2 separate regions of the Arabidopsis thaliana genome follow, and region 2 is linked to region 1. Evidence: chromatin contacts called from public capture Hi-C data. All regions are on one chromosome and are shown on one strand. The core of a region is the stretch at or near the end of the contact, and the rest is flanking DNA. Distances in the headings are between cores, read along the strand shown. Region 1 holds the start of AT4G25410 (basic helix-loop-helix (bHLH) DNA-binding superfamily protein). Region 2 holds the start of MSH3 (homolog of DNA mismatch repair protein MSH3).

Region 1 (6,707 bases), core at 2,644-5,143:
TCATGATATCACATATATGCAACTATTTTGGTATACAAGCAGAAAAGCTTCAATATTATCTTTATATTTATCAAAAAAGCTTCAATATTATTATTATTTGATTTACTTTAACGTACAACTCAACATTGACCTTAGGAAGTAACATAAAACAATAGACGGAATAGCAAACCAGTTAGGTCTGTATGTTTTCACATGTGTACTTTTTTTTTTCACACGTCACACGTGTACTTGTTTTGTAGAACCTTTTTGTATCATATATACAACGATTGTTCACCCAAAAAATCTTGGATTGGGTTGGTGAGAAATCATCCTTAAATGATAATCTATTGACTGGAAACACAGATATACAAAACTGGATAAATCCATTTCTGAATCTCTGGGACATGACACCAACTGATCGAGAAGTACATGATTGTGAACGTGTGCATGAGGATATGTTTGGCTACAAATCACTGTCATATAATAGTGGGCTTAAATTAAACAGTAAACACCACAGGACATGCACACAAATAAAATAAGTTTTGGTCTATACTTATACGTAAGAAGTAGGAAAGATGTACACATATTAATGTCTTGCTCTCTAATTATTGCAGTGGAATTTTTATTTATTTTTGGTTTAATTACTAGATCCGTGTACAAACATTATCGACGAAATTAGCCAACTGAAGAAAATATAAAGGTTTCCTTTTTATGGCTTCTTATTGTTATTCTCTTTTTGTGAAATGTTGTTAGAAAAAGACAAAAAAAGAAATAAAAAGAAATAACGTAATCCCCTTTTTGAAATTAATGTACTGAACATTTCTTAATGCCATCAAAACACTTCGAGTCATGTAGTTTATATTTTCAACTGATATGAGATGGAGTTAATGTTTCTATTTTCAATATTGTTGTTATTTATTAGTTTGGTTGTTAACTAGTTGGAAATAATATGGGTTTAAATATTATTAATTCTCATTAATATATCGTCTGGGATTTTCTTTATCGGAACACTATCCGATTTGAAGATCATGAATTTGTTGGACGGCATCTCAAGTTTTGATTTAAAAAAACATTTTTTAACAACCACACATTTAAATTAAAAAATAAGACTCCTAGTTGATAATTAATTAAATTACCAATAATGATATAAGATATCAAACGAATATTAGTGAGATCTTAACCACTCATCATGCGTATCTCTTAAAACATTTGAACTACTGTCAACTTCGCTTAAGTTCGTGACATGTATTAATTAAAGTGACTATTTAGATCTAAAGTAATGAGATTTTATTAAATAATATGTGGTCGATCTGTTCATATGCTTATGGGTACGTATGAAAAGAAAAGAAACCAAGATTCTGGGGATATGTATAATACTGTGTCGTATCGTGAACTACAAAAGAAAGTGAGATTTTGCAAATTCAAGATTTAAAAATAGAAAGGTGGTTCTCTGCATTGAATCTTAGGCTTTTATCTATGGCAATTTTGTAATATGCTTCTTATTTCCGAAAAAAATATCGTAATTAAATATCATAATCTTGTATAAATAATTTGTCTGACTTCACATTTGCTATGTCATTTACTCATTTGATGATGTGAGGCCTTGTGCTTATGAATTAAATAGTTATTTAAAATTTCAAAATAGTGATGGCATTTGTATGTATGTTTATTTGTGTTAGGGTTATCAACTCATGCACGTACATTCAAACGATCTTTTATTGTGTGGTTACTGGTTAGTATTACCATCTGTTAGTTATTTGGAACTTCTATTTTACCACTTTCGAATCGCCCAAAGGATTGGTTGTATCGAGGTTAGTGCTACTACTTCATATATAGTCTCTCATCTTTGATATATATCGTAGAGATAACAGTTATGTTACTTCTCAATTTTCGCAGTTTTATGTGTGAACAATTCACATAAAATATCGAAATCTAATTCACCAATGTGGTACTGATAGCGTAGAGAATAGTAGGCTAGAAACAACCTAGCAGATTCTGACTATTATAGAGCCCAAAAGATGGTTCTCACCTACCCTTGCTTCATACTTATCTGGTTAGAACTAGGCGATATATATATATTATGCTATTGTATTGGCCTTTATTTTACTATGCCCTTCCGGATTTTCCTTCTAATACAGGTCTAAATGATTCATGGATATGTATTACAGAAAAACTTATTTTCCATACGAGAAAACCCAAGAAAACCTAACAATGGAGTGATACAAAATGTTATAATGAAAGGGAAACAAAAAAATGGCTTGCCCGTGAGAAAAAAAAAATCTCTACTGAAAACATCAGACCCTTGGTCTTTACGGCGGCGAATCATGGTGAAGTTATGATCTACCCCATGAAGTCACTTGAACTTGTTTAAACCAAAGCTACACCTCAATCCATGAATGAACTTTAACACCTATGCACCTTGCTCTCATAACGAAATTTCAAGAAGACTTTGATTTTTTCTGCATCAAGTATACGGTGAGATTAGTTCATTAGAACATCAACCATAGTTATAATGTTGTAAAACACATGAACAAAAATACACCATATCGAACATTGCTAATATTAGTCTTCCATTGATATATGAACTAGAACCATGTGAAATTCTAGTGTTTATAATTATATATGACTTTCACATTAGTTCTTAACTTCTAAGTATATATAAGTTCATGAACAAGAAAACAATAATTGGAGCAACAAACATATGATATCTACAAAAAATACTGTTTTATATCCACTAACATGCAAGGCTTCAATACCACATCTAAAAAGGACAATAATTTGGAAATGAGTTTCTATTTAGCTAAGCTCATATAACGAATGAAGAGCTCGGGTAAAAGAGATCATACGATGAGGAAGTTCTTTAGGACTACGAATGGTATGTTTCTGCATGATTAGTACCCCGTCGAAAGTATCAAATCCTCAACTAGCTTCTGCTGCAACCATAATAAGTCTATGCATCCGAAACTATTAACCTGTATTGAATATAGTTAAATGTAATGAAACCCTAGATTAACTTCCATTGACATGGCATGTTGACATGTTGTAACCAACCATACCTCTACTTGAATAGTGTGCATGAGCCTATCATTGACTCTTGTAGTGAAGGAGCTCATGACTTCAAGCCCTTTCTCCTGAATTGTCTCGAGCACTTTTGATAGTGGCAAAGCTTCGGGGCCTGAGGAGTTGCTGCTCACTACCACTTCTAAACCGCTCACGTGTGGTTGCACCATCACAGTCGCCGGCTCCGATTTGCCTACATCGGATCCAGTTTTTCCTGGATCCGGATTCGATTTATATCCTTGGCCGGTTTCTCTACTTAACTCGTCTCTTCTTGCACTAAGTTCTTTAATCCGTGCTTCCGTGTCCTTAATGAAATTTACCGCTCCATTTACATGATCCGACACAGCTCTTTTTCCCTATAAATAAAGATTAAATACAAAACTAAATTAAATACAAAAAACGACATATTCACAACCCTAGCAGCCAAATCTCACCAAATCTTGGTTTCTTCGAACAATTGATATAACGAAAAAGTAAATAAATTTGAGAGAAAAGAGTGAGTAATTAAGAATATGAACCTTGATGTATTTAAGAGGTAAGTGAGTACGAAGAGTAGCAAAGAGTGTAGCCATTTCTTGTCTTCTTTGGCGTTCGATGTCGCGGTGGAGAAGCTTCTTCTTCTTCTTATTGTCATCTGTTTCATGGGCCGTACCGGAGCCGCCGCTGCCGCCACTCTCGCCGGCTGAGCTAAACGGTCTCTGTCTCTGGTAACCTTTTGGATTAAGATTCTTATAAGGATCCATAGTTTGACACTTTGAGCTTTACCAGTGTCAGATCTCCAAAGGATTTTGTGGTTCTGTCTTGTGATAATTTAATTTCCTTTATTGTTTACTTGTTGAATGATGGTGCCTTAAAGAACCAGATGGTTCTCTATGTCTCCTTAGGTGAGAGGGAGGACCATTATTTAAATATTAAATAGATACACAGTAGGAGGACCAAATAATGCAGGTTACGGAATTACTCTTTTTTTTTTTTTAAATAAAATTGAAATAGTTATCAGTTTTTTTTTATTTCATTTATGGGATGAGCCTCGGGCTTGATTTGTAACAAACTAGTAGAATACAACTTATAGTCAATATATATACATAACAAAATAAAATCCTCTACAGTTTATTTAATTAAGAGAATTAAAACACATAATTATAAATTTTTGAAATTAATGTCAACTTAATAATTTATACCCTCCAAACAGCTTTTGTCATACCATCATCCAACACAAAATTTCCTTTATGTGAAATACCATTGCGAATCCATCTCTTTCCATGAAATACAGAATTAGTATCTAAAACGCAAACTGTTGGAAAAAAAAAAAAACCATAATGCACATTTTCTCTAAAACAAAATTATATTCTCATACAACTAGGAGGAACTGGAGAATATAACTATTTGACAAATGTCGACGTGAAAGTGCAACCATGTCTTAAGATTCGGATACATGAAAACAAAACCTCAAATCTCAACCGTTGATGATGTTGCGATGGTCGCATGTGGGCTCCGATCCTTTCTTTTTATTTGCACCTGCTCACACTGCAACTAGTCTTTTCACATGTTTATTAAACGTCCATATCCATTGCGTATCAGATATATAATGCTAAAGATATACTGTTCTTAAGAAGATACTATTTCAATATAATATGCTTTGAATATAAAAACCATGACATCCCTCCACAGTTTCCATTATTAAAAAATAATCCTTTTGGTAAAGGTTATCCTTTCAAGGCAAAGCAAATCCTTCTTCTCTGTCACGAATCCCTTGTTTTTTATATATATGTATATACGCATATTAAGAGCCACTATACTATAAAAGATAATCTCGTTGGATGTTTGACCAAAGTCTTTTCTTTAGGGATGTGTGTTGTATGCTGATATGCTCAATATACGCCATAAGCCATATTATGCCTGATATTAGCAACTTTTATAAACCAGATAAATTTGTAAAAAGAGAAAAATTTCATTCACTTATACTATACATTACGTTAAGAAAATGGATAGAGTTTTAAAGTTATAAGAGCTGGTATATAACAGTTTATATACAGTAATATTATTACATGCGTACAACCGCAATAATGTTTGCATATTATAGTCATGATAAAACAAGTTAACTATTTATTATGTAAATTATTTTTAAGACACGTTTCTGCTATAGTTTTATTACATGAGATGCATTTTTCCTATATCCCAAAAAGTACTATCTGATAGTTTTAATCTTATAAAATTAAAATTAGAAGCACGTTGTTATATTTACGTGTATGACCAAATGTCGAATCATGTCAACTCGATGATTGTCGGAAAATATGGATTATGCAAAGTTAAATTATTCCCTATCAGGCGATCGTACACACATGCCTTGTAGGAGTCACGACTAAACTAAAGACATCTCTTTAGACTTGTATATCTGACGGTTGCGAATAGAAGCCGCTATTTCTACAGTAACAACCAATTATTTCTGCAATAAAAAGTTTTAACCAATGATTTTTTTTATTTTTTTTATTTAAGTTCGTTCAAACGAATTAAAATATGTGTTTGGGGCGAAGTATCCTAATGATGTGGTAAATTATACAATTATATATTGCTCTTTTAAATAATTGTATTGTATTTCAATAGTTATTCGTAATAGATCGTTACAACAACATATTTACAATATATCTCCAGCTAAGTTCTCTATATTGACGCTATATTATTTATTAGGGTCATCAAAATTTATGATGAACTTTAGTTCTAAATAGATATGATTTCAAAATTTAAGAAAAGAAAAAAACAAATTGTGAGTTTTAAACAGAATCACCAAATATAAACGACTTTGGCCATGTGTTAAAAGATCACATTTTCTAGACCCTACTTGGCTAATTAATTCCGCCCAAAACCCCAAAGCTGGTCACTGTAGAAAACTAAACCAAAGTTTTCTCACTCTCTCTTTTTTTTTCAACAACCAAGTTTTCTCACTCATTTTAGTTGCTGAAATTGTTTACCAAAATTTAAGTCTAAGAGAAAAGTCAACAGTTCCAGAGTTCAAATATTTAAATCGATCATAGATATGTAGCGGTTTTCAACTAAGCGGCATATAATATACATTCCCTATGTTTTACTTTTTGCATCGACTTTATAGTCATTAGCTAATTTGTGATTACAGATCTGGAGTGCGTATCACACAACCCTAATTAACCATTTTCAAGATTCAAATTTGATAATTTTGTAACAGTGCGTACACAACAAAGTAAGTTTGTAACAGTTCTTTTTGTCAACCAAAAGTACTTTCTAACAGAAACATTACATATTATTTTTAAAAAATATCCGTCGCTGATAAATTCGCAAATTGTTACTTTTAGAAAAACGAATTTCACATGTTTAGATTTCTCTGAAAAATGGTTTTTCCTTTGCCTCATGTTTCTTGTCTTTTGCATATTGCAAATCAATTTCCGACTCAAATTTTCAGTATTATATAATCTCAAAATCTGTTAATCATTTTTTTTTCTTTTTAACCATTTTGTGTATACCCATCAATCGATGAGTTTTTAGAAAGTTAATATTATTTCATTTTTCTTTTCGTGTATTCGTCCGGAAACAATTTTAGTTTGAAGGCTTATACTATCTATCAGAATTTTTGTTCAAAATACTATTCTATCATCTATTTGATGCTACTCACACCAACAATAGTAAATTAATTATAC
Region 2 (6,707 bases), core at 2,921-5,420, 63 kb before region 1:
AATGACCAAATGGGCCTGCTTAGAGTAAATGACAAATGACATATATATTTCTATTTTTATGAAAATTTGGGATATAATTTATGTGTTAATTTCTTATGAGTATACTGTATGCATTTGTATAAGCAGTGAGGAGAAAAGTCATAATGGAATATGTAAGGATTAATTAGGTGTCAAAAGTCTGCTTGGATAAATTTAAATTATTGATATAATGTTCCAACTTAAAATAAATTAGCAATTTTCAGTATATATAAGATTTGAGATTCCTACCTATAAAAAAAAAAAAAAAGAAGAATCTTTGCTTGTTTTTGTTCTTTCACTTTGTTTTCTTATTGTTTGTTTTCCTTATATTTACTTCATTTATAATGGACGATGCCTTAAGAATTTACACACTAATCAGATAACATCTTCATATCCAAAAATCTCTAAAATGTCGGCAAGAATTTTATATTAACGACTTCTTTAATTTATGTTTAAATCGCGTCAATGAGTTTTTTGGTTAGAAACGATCATCCGGGTGGAATAATCTGTCTGATTCAATCCAATGATTGTGAATAATGAAGTAATGATTATAGAGAATCATCCAATCTGTTAATCTTTTCGTAAAGCATCATTAGCAAGCAGACAAATTGCATTTGCTAATACAAGTACTTGAAATAATTATTATATGATTTGAGAGCTCTTTTTCTCTTAATTATAAAATTTTGTAGTGAAGTCAACATTGAGCTCCTATTTGCTGCTAGTAATTATTTCATATTTTTTCCTCTCACGATGTTTTTCTTACATTCACACTGACAAGTGGACCAATAATAAGAGTTATTTGAGGAATATTGTGAATTTCAACAATTTGAATTCCTTCTGTCCCGATCGAAATGGCCTGTCCCAATTTTAAAAATACTCTGATTTTGTTTTTTACTTGTTGGCTCTTTTGGCCTGTGGAAAATGACGAGTAAAGAAAATTGAGAGGGAAACAATAAAAAAGTGTCTACCTTGTCTTGGTCGTCTTGATAACATAATATAATTTGCCGTCAAACTAATCCCCAATGAAACACGACTAATAAATTTTATACATCTAATGTTATGATGACTTAATCCTTAGCCCTCGGAGAATAAATTTTATACATCTAATGTTATGATAACTAGGATACTTTAGATTGTTCGTCTACAACAAAACTTCTCCTCCTTCGACCATTAGGCCTTGTGGTATGTTGATAAAACTTTATGAAATATGTTGACAAAGAAGGTTAAACATGGCTTAGTTTTATGCACCAAAATAAAAACATCATTCAACATTGAATGAAACACATGTTTTACGGTTAGAGAAGACAGGCGTTAGTCAAACAATGACAAATGCTTTTAAAAATGAGATACAATAATCTTTGTTTTTTGTGCTGACACTTTGAACCGGTTCTACATAAAAGCCAACAAGTCTATAATGCAAAAAACCCAACTCGCATCATTGGAAAACCCCATCTCTAATCCGGTAGCTACAGCTCTCTACCGTACCTAAGTAACTTACCCATCTGATAGGTTCCTTGTTCTTGAACACACCGAGTCGAAATCACGAACTAATCATGTTGAAATGGAATCTGGATAGCTGCTGCGGAATGGTTGATATAACCGGTCCATATCTCTGTTTCAAGAAAATAATATACGGTTAGATGTTTGAGGTAAAAACCATTTTCCAAAGGTTGGTATTCTGGATATAAGCAAAACCTGAACATTGTCATAGAGTTCGAACAAAGGGACGGCCAAGAGCTTCAAATTTTTGGGCACAGCAAAGTACTCTTTCTCAGACAAGTGAACAATGTAGAGTCTCTTGCATTCCTGCCATTCCACAAAAAAGAGGAGATATAAGGAGAAGAGTAAAGGGAAATTCTGAGAAGCTTTACATTGTGTTTTTTTACTACCTTTGGTTTCGTGATGTGAGGAGGGCAATACGGGTACATCATGGTTTCAAAGTTTGGACGCCACCATGTCGCAACACATTCTCCTACCTGTTAAAGGGACATAAAGTACCCAACGGATCAGGGACAGAGCTATATACATAACTCAATCAGACAACTGTGGACTCATGGCAAAGTCTTCTTTCTTCATCTAGTACGTATATGATTCTCTAGCAAAGCTACCAGGCCTATCCTTGTTTTCTTTTATGAACCCTCATTCCTGGCATGCTTAAGTGTAATAACCAAAATAATTTCAATTGCTTCTCGTTTGCTTTAAGAGCAAGCACATGCAACACCAACCTAGTTCTTTTAAGGCATCTATCTACCCCTAAATATCTTGTCACTATCACTCAACGAAAAAGAAGAAACCAGAATAGTACCGTCCAGTCAGGTACAAGAGCAGCCGAATTGCCTCCAAGTTTACTGGTCAGCTTTCTTTTCAGACCATCAGCTTCTGCAGACACAACATAGTACACCCAAAACTTAAGCAGCCAAGAAACTCATAACAGTGTAGAAAGTATTACTAACGGGTGGTAACTGTATACCATTTTCACCAGGCTTCAGGCGTCCACCTGGAAGTTTGCAGAATGTGTTACCAATTTGTAGCAGAAGTATATGAGGATGGTTGTGTTCTTGCACCTAATATGTTAAGCAGCATAAGGTATTAAGAAGAATCTTAGGTTAGAGAGATATCACTAAAATCAAATCAAATTAGGTGGTAGTAATTGCTAGACTCAAACGCAAATTATTTGAAGCATATGATACTCCATGGGAAAATATTAAAGCTTGGAAGGGCAATGGTGCATACAAACAATGAAAGAAACGGAACAATAAGATGCATCAATAAATGGCACCCTTCACTTTTATGACTCTTATTAAGTGCAGGTTAAGTTCATTGGATCCATAAAGCTTGTGACTATATATTAAGGTCAGATTAATCCACTTATGTGATTCGAGCTTCTTCGTAATATAAGGTTACCCAATCAGTACAAAATTGTGTTGGAGATGGCAACTAGAAAAGGAAGTAGATGACTTCAATCAAAATATCACACAGATCTATATCTCTGCCAAGTTTTAAATGATACATTGGGTAGAGAACACATATTTACAGAGAACGCTACGATTAAGTACAAATAAAGTGACACTTCAGTGGCATTATGTATATGACAGTATGGCCACTCAAGTCTTGAACCACATAACTGTACCACCGATTTTAAGACAGTGGGCAGTTAAACAACACAGAGAAAACTACAGAAGAGTTGGATAACAAGTAGAGCAGATCGAAAATTATCATACCAGTAGAATCCCTTCAACGCTAGTCCTCATGCCCTCTTTCATATAGCTGCAACACCCCATTAAGAAAACAAGAAAGAGATAATCAGACTCCAGAATGTCTTAAGTAAGAGCTATCAAATTCCAGACTTCATGTATCCATGTAAAAAGCATGAGACTTTACTTGCAAAACTAAAGTATTGTATAACATATACAGTAGCTATATCTGTTCCCTAATCAAATCATTCACTGGAAATTTAAATAGCCTATAGCTGTTCTTTGTTCACAAAAAAAAAACACAGATCGTTGGAAGAAGTTGTTCTAACAATATATGTACCACCAAGTTGTAGTTTTGAAACCTTAAAGTTGTGTAAAATGGCCAAAAGATTATTCCTTTAAGGAGAAGCTAGTAAATTCAGCAGCAGCGAGAAAGCAGATAAGCATTTAGAAAACATCGAGATCATGATCTAAGAATGTAAAAGCCTGGAGATTTCTAGGGTTTTCAATTCTCAGGCATCTTCTCCAGCAGTAGCTATAAGAAGAAAACAAAAAAGAGAAAGAAGGAAAGAGGAATCGTACTTGATTTTCATACGAGCGAGCCGGTCGGCGACGGAGGTGTCCTTTTCCAGCTTGGGTTCCTTAGTTCCGAAGCTGTAGTTCGAAAGCGGGTACGTGTTCACCACCTGAGACATAGCCATCTCTCTCTCTCAACAGAATCCACTTAGACAAAATATGGTGAAATCTTCTTCGCCGTGTGTGTTTCTCTGTTTCGATCTATCACTCAGCGGTGGGGACGGACGGCAACGGGGAGAGAAGCGATCTCGACGGAGAATTAATGACACCACCAACTTCTAGAGTATACTCATTTGTTATAGTGGCACTTTAGGCCCATTTAAAAAATACCGGCCCATTTATAAAGACCCGGCCCATAATAACCGCTCCGAACCGATGGCTTCGTCACTTTGTTGTTCAGTGACAGTGATGGATTAGAGAGATTGGCAACCTAAGAAAGCGCGCGAAAATTGGCAACCCAAGTTCGCCATAGCCACGACCACGACCTTCCATTTCTCTTAAACGGAGGAGATTACGAATAAAGCAATTATGGGCAAGCAAAAGCAGCAGACGATTTCTCGTTTCTTCGCTCCCAAACCCAAATCCCCGACTCACGAACCGAATCCGGTAGCCGAATCATCAACACCGCCACCGAAGATATCCGCCACTGTATCCTTCTCTCCTTCCAAGCGTAAGCTTCTCTCCGACCACCTCGCCGCCGCGTCACCCAAAAAGCCTAAACTTTCTCCTCACACTCAAAACCCAGTACCCGATCCCAATTTACACCAAAGATTTCTCCAGAGATTTCTGGAACCCTCGCCGGAGGAATATGTTCCCGAAACGTCATCATCGAGGAAATACACACCATTGGAACAGCAAGTGGTGGAGCTAAAGAGCAAGTACCCAGATGTGGTTTTGATGGTGGAAGTTGGTTACAGGTACAGATTCTTCGGAGAAGACGCGGAGATCGCAGCACGCGTGTTGGGTATTTACGCTCATATGGATCACAATTTCATGACGGCGAGTGTGCCAACATTTCGATTGAATTTCCATGTGAGAAGACTGGTGAATGCAGGATACAAGATTGGTGTAGTGAAGCAGACTGAAACTGCAGCCATTAAGTCCCATGGTGCAAACCGGACCGGCCCTTTTTTCCGGGGACTGTCGGCGTTGTATACCAAAGCCACGCTTGAAGCGGCTGAGGATATAAGTGGTGGTTGTGGTGGTGAAGAAGGTTTTGGTTCACAGAGTAATTTCTTGGTTTGTGTTGTGGATGAGAGAGTTAAGTCGGAGACATTAGGCTGTGGTATTGAAATGAGTTTTGATGTTAGAGTCGGTGTTGTTGGCGTTGAAATTTCGACAGGTGAAGTTGTTTATGAAGAGTTCAATGATAATTTCATGAGAAGTGGATTAGAGGCTGTGATTTTGAGCTTGTCACCAGCTGAGCTGTTGCTTGGCCAGCCTCTTTCACAACAAACTGAGAAGGTACGTTTATCTGTGTACGAGTAAATATTACTAATTCAAGCATTGTTGATTAATTTTGAACAATTTAGCTCCTCAGTTAGTTTTACAAGATTCTGTCTATACTAATCCCTGAATCCTTCCTGATGAACAGTTTGACAAGAATCTTTGTCTGTATGTATAATCACTATATGGATTAGTTTTGAAGACTAGAACTTCTGTTCTTGGTCGATGTGTATACATGTACTGATAGATGTTCGTGTGGTATCTTTGTTTGGCAGTTTTTGGTGGCACATGCTGGACCTACCTCAAACGTTCGAGTGGAACGTGCCTCACTGGATTGTTTCAGCAATGGTAATGCAGTAGATGAGGTTATTTCATTATGTGAAAAAATCAGCGCAGGTAACTTAGAAGATGATAAAGAAATGAAGCTGGAGGCTGCTGAAAAAGGAATGTCTTGCTTGACAGTTCATGTATGTCATTTGACTTTCTAAAAACTTTCCCTTTATTTTATTTTTTATGATGATCTGTTAATGCGATATTGTTAATGACCACATCTTGCTTTCAAAAAGTTTTTTTCATCTATTAAATGCTTACTGCAATTCCTGCTAATTTATTCCTTCGTTGATGGTGCAGACAATTATGAACATGCCACATCTGACTGTTCAAGCCCTCGCCCTAACGTTTTGCCATCTCAAACAGTTTGGATTTGAAAGGATCCTTTACCAAGGGGCCTCATTTCGCTCTTTGTCAAGTAACACAGAGATGACTCTCTCAGCCAATACTCTGCAACAGTTGGAGGTACTTTCCGCTTTATTTGGCTAGTCACATGTTCAGTTTTAAGTTTCCTAACTGAGTTTCTCTTAAAATAATTTTTATATATATTCAGGTTGTGAAAAATAATTCAGATGGATCGGAATCTGGCTCCTTATTCCATAATATGAATCACACACTTACAGTATATGGTTCCAGGCTTCTTAGACACTGGGTAAGACACAATCTCTTTTCTTCTTAGATTTTCCGCAAAAGGGCTTTGTTTATTTGTAGTTCTATAGATGCAGTAAGTCGTCTTATAGTAAAGAAAAAAAAGACTTTACTGGCATCTTTCAGTTTTTGAAGGGGAGAGATTTGAGATTTCTGTACTTACTCCTCATTGACTTTTTGCTAAGTGGTAGGGAAATTTTTTAAAAGATCTCTTATCATGATTTGTGGACACTTTCATTTCAACAGGTGACTCATCCTCTATGCGATAGAAATTTGATATCTGCTCGGCTTGATGCTGTTTCTGAGATTTCTGCTTGCATGGGATCTCATAGTTCTTCCCAGCTCAGCAGTGAGTTGGTTGAAGAAGGTTCTGAGAGAGCAATTGTATCACCTGAGTTTTATCTCGTGCTCTCCTCAGTCTTGACAGCTATGTCTAGATCATCTGATATTCAACGTGGAATAACAAGAATCTTTCATCGGACTGCTAAAGCCACA

Evidence for each region. Capture Hi-C pulls out chosen DNA fragments and counts their contacts.
Region 2: a capture Hi-C map of seedling shows a contact between it and region 1, with 1.8 times the contacts expected there. A contact is called at or near these places in 11 of 26 Hi-C or Micro-C datasets (callus, leaf, root and 3 more) and 1 of 3 other capture datasets (seedling).

The regions. Positions count from the first base shown.
Region 1 is chr4:12,982,847-12,989,553 of TAIR10.1, reverse strand. AT4G25410 (basic helix-loop-helix (bHLH) DNA-binding superfamily protein) reads right to left here and starts at 3,893. Exons shown (of 4, transcript NM_001341730.1): 1 at 3,558-3,893; 2 at 3,036-3,395; 3 at 2,826-2,951; 4 at 2,033-2,438. The coding sequence starts at 3,782. The coding sequence ends at 2,871. AT4G07375 (a long non-coding RNA gene) reads left to right here and starts at 4,524. Exons shown (of 1, transcript NR_142136.1): 1 at 4,524-4,786.
Region 2 is chr4:13,045,725-13,052,431 of TAIR10.1, reverse strand. MSH3 (homolog of DNA mismatch repair protein MSH3) reads left to right here and starts at 4,170. Exons shown (of 12, transcript NM_118686.3): 1 at 4,170-5,252; 2 at 5,510-5,701; 3 at 5,865-6,029; 4 at 6,118-6,216; 5 at 6,459-6,707. The coding sequence starts at 4,317. It overlaps AT4G25550 (Cleavage/polyadenylation specificity factor, 25kDa subunit), which reads right to left and starts at 4,065. Exons shown (of 7, transcript NM_118687.3): 1 at 3,795-4,065; 2 at 3,240-3,285; 3 at 2,489-2,582; 4 at 2,324-2,397; 5 at 1,908-1,994; 6 at 1,714-1,824; 7 at 1,159-1,630. The coding sequence starts at 3,913. The coding sequence ends at 1,559.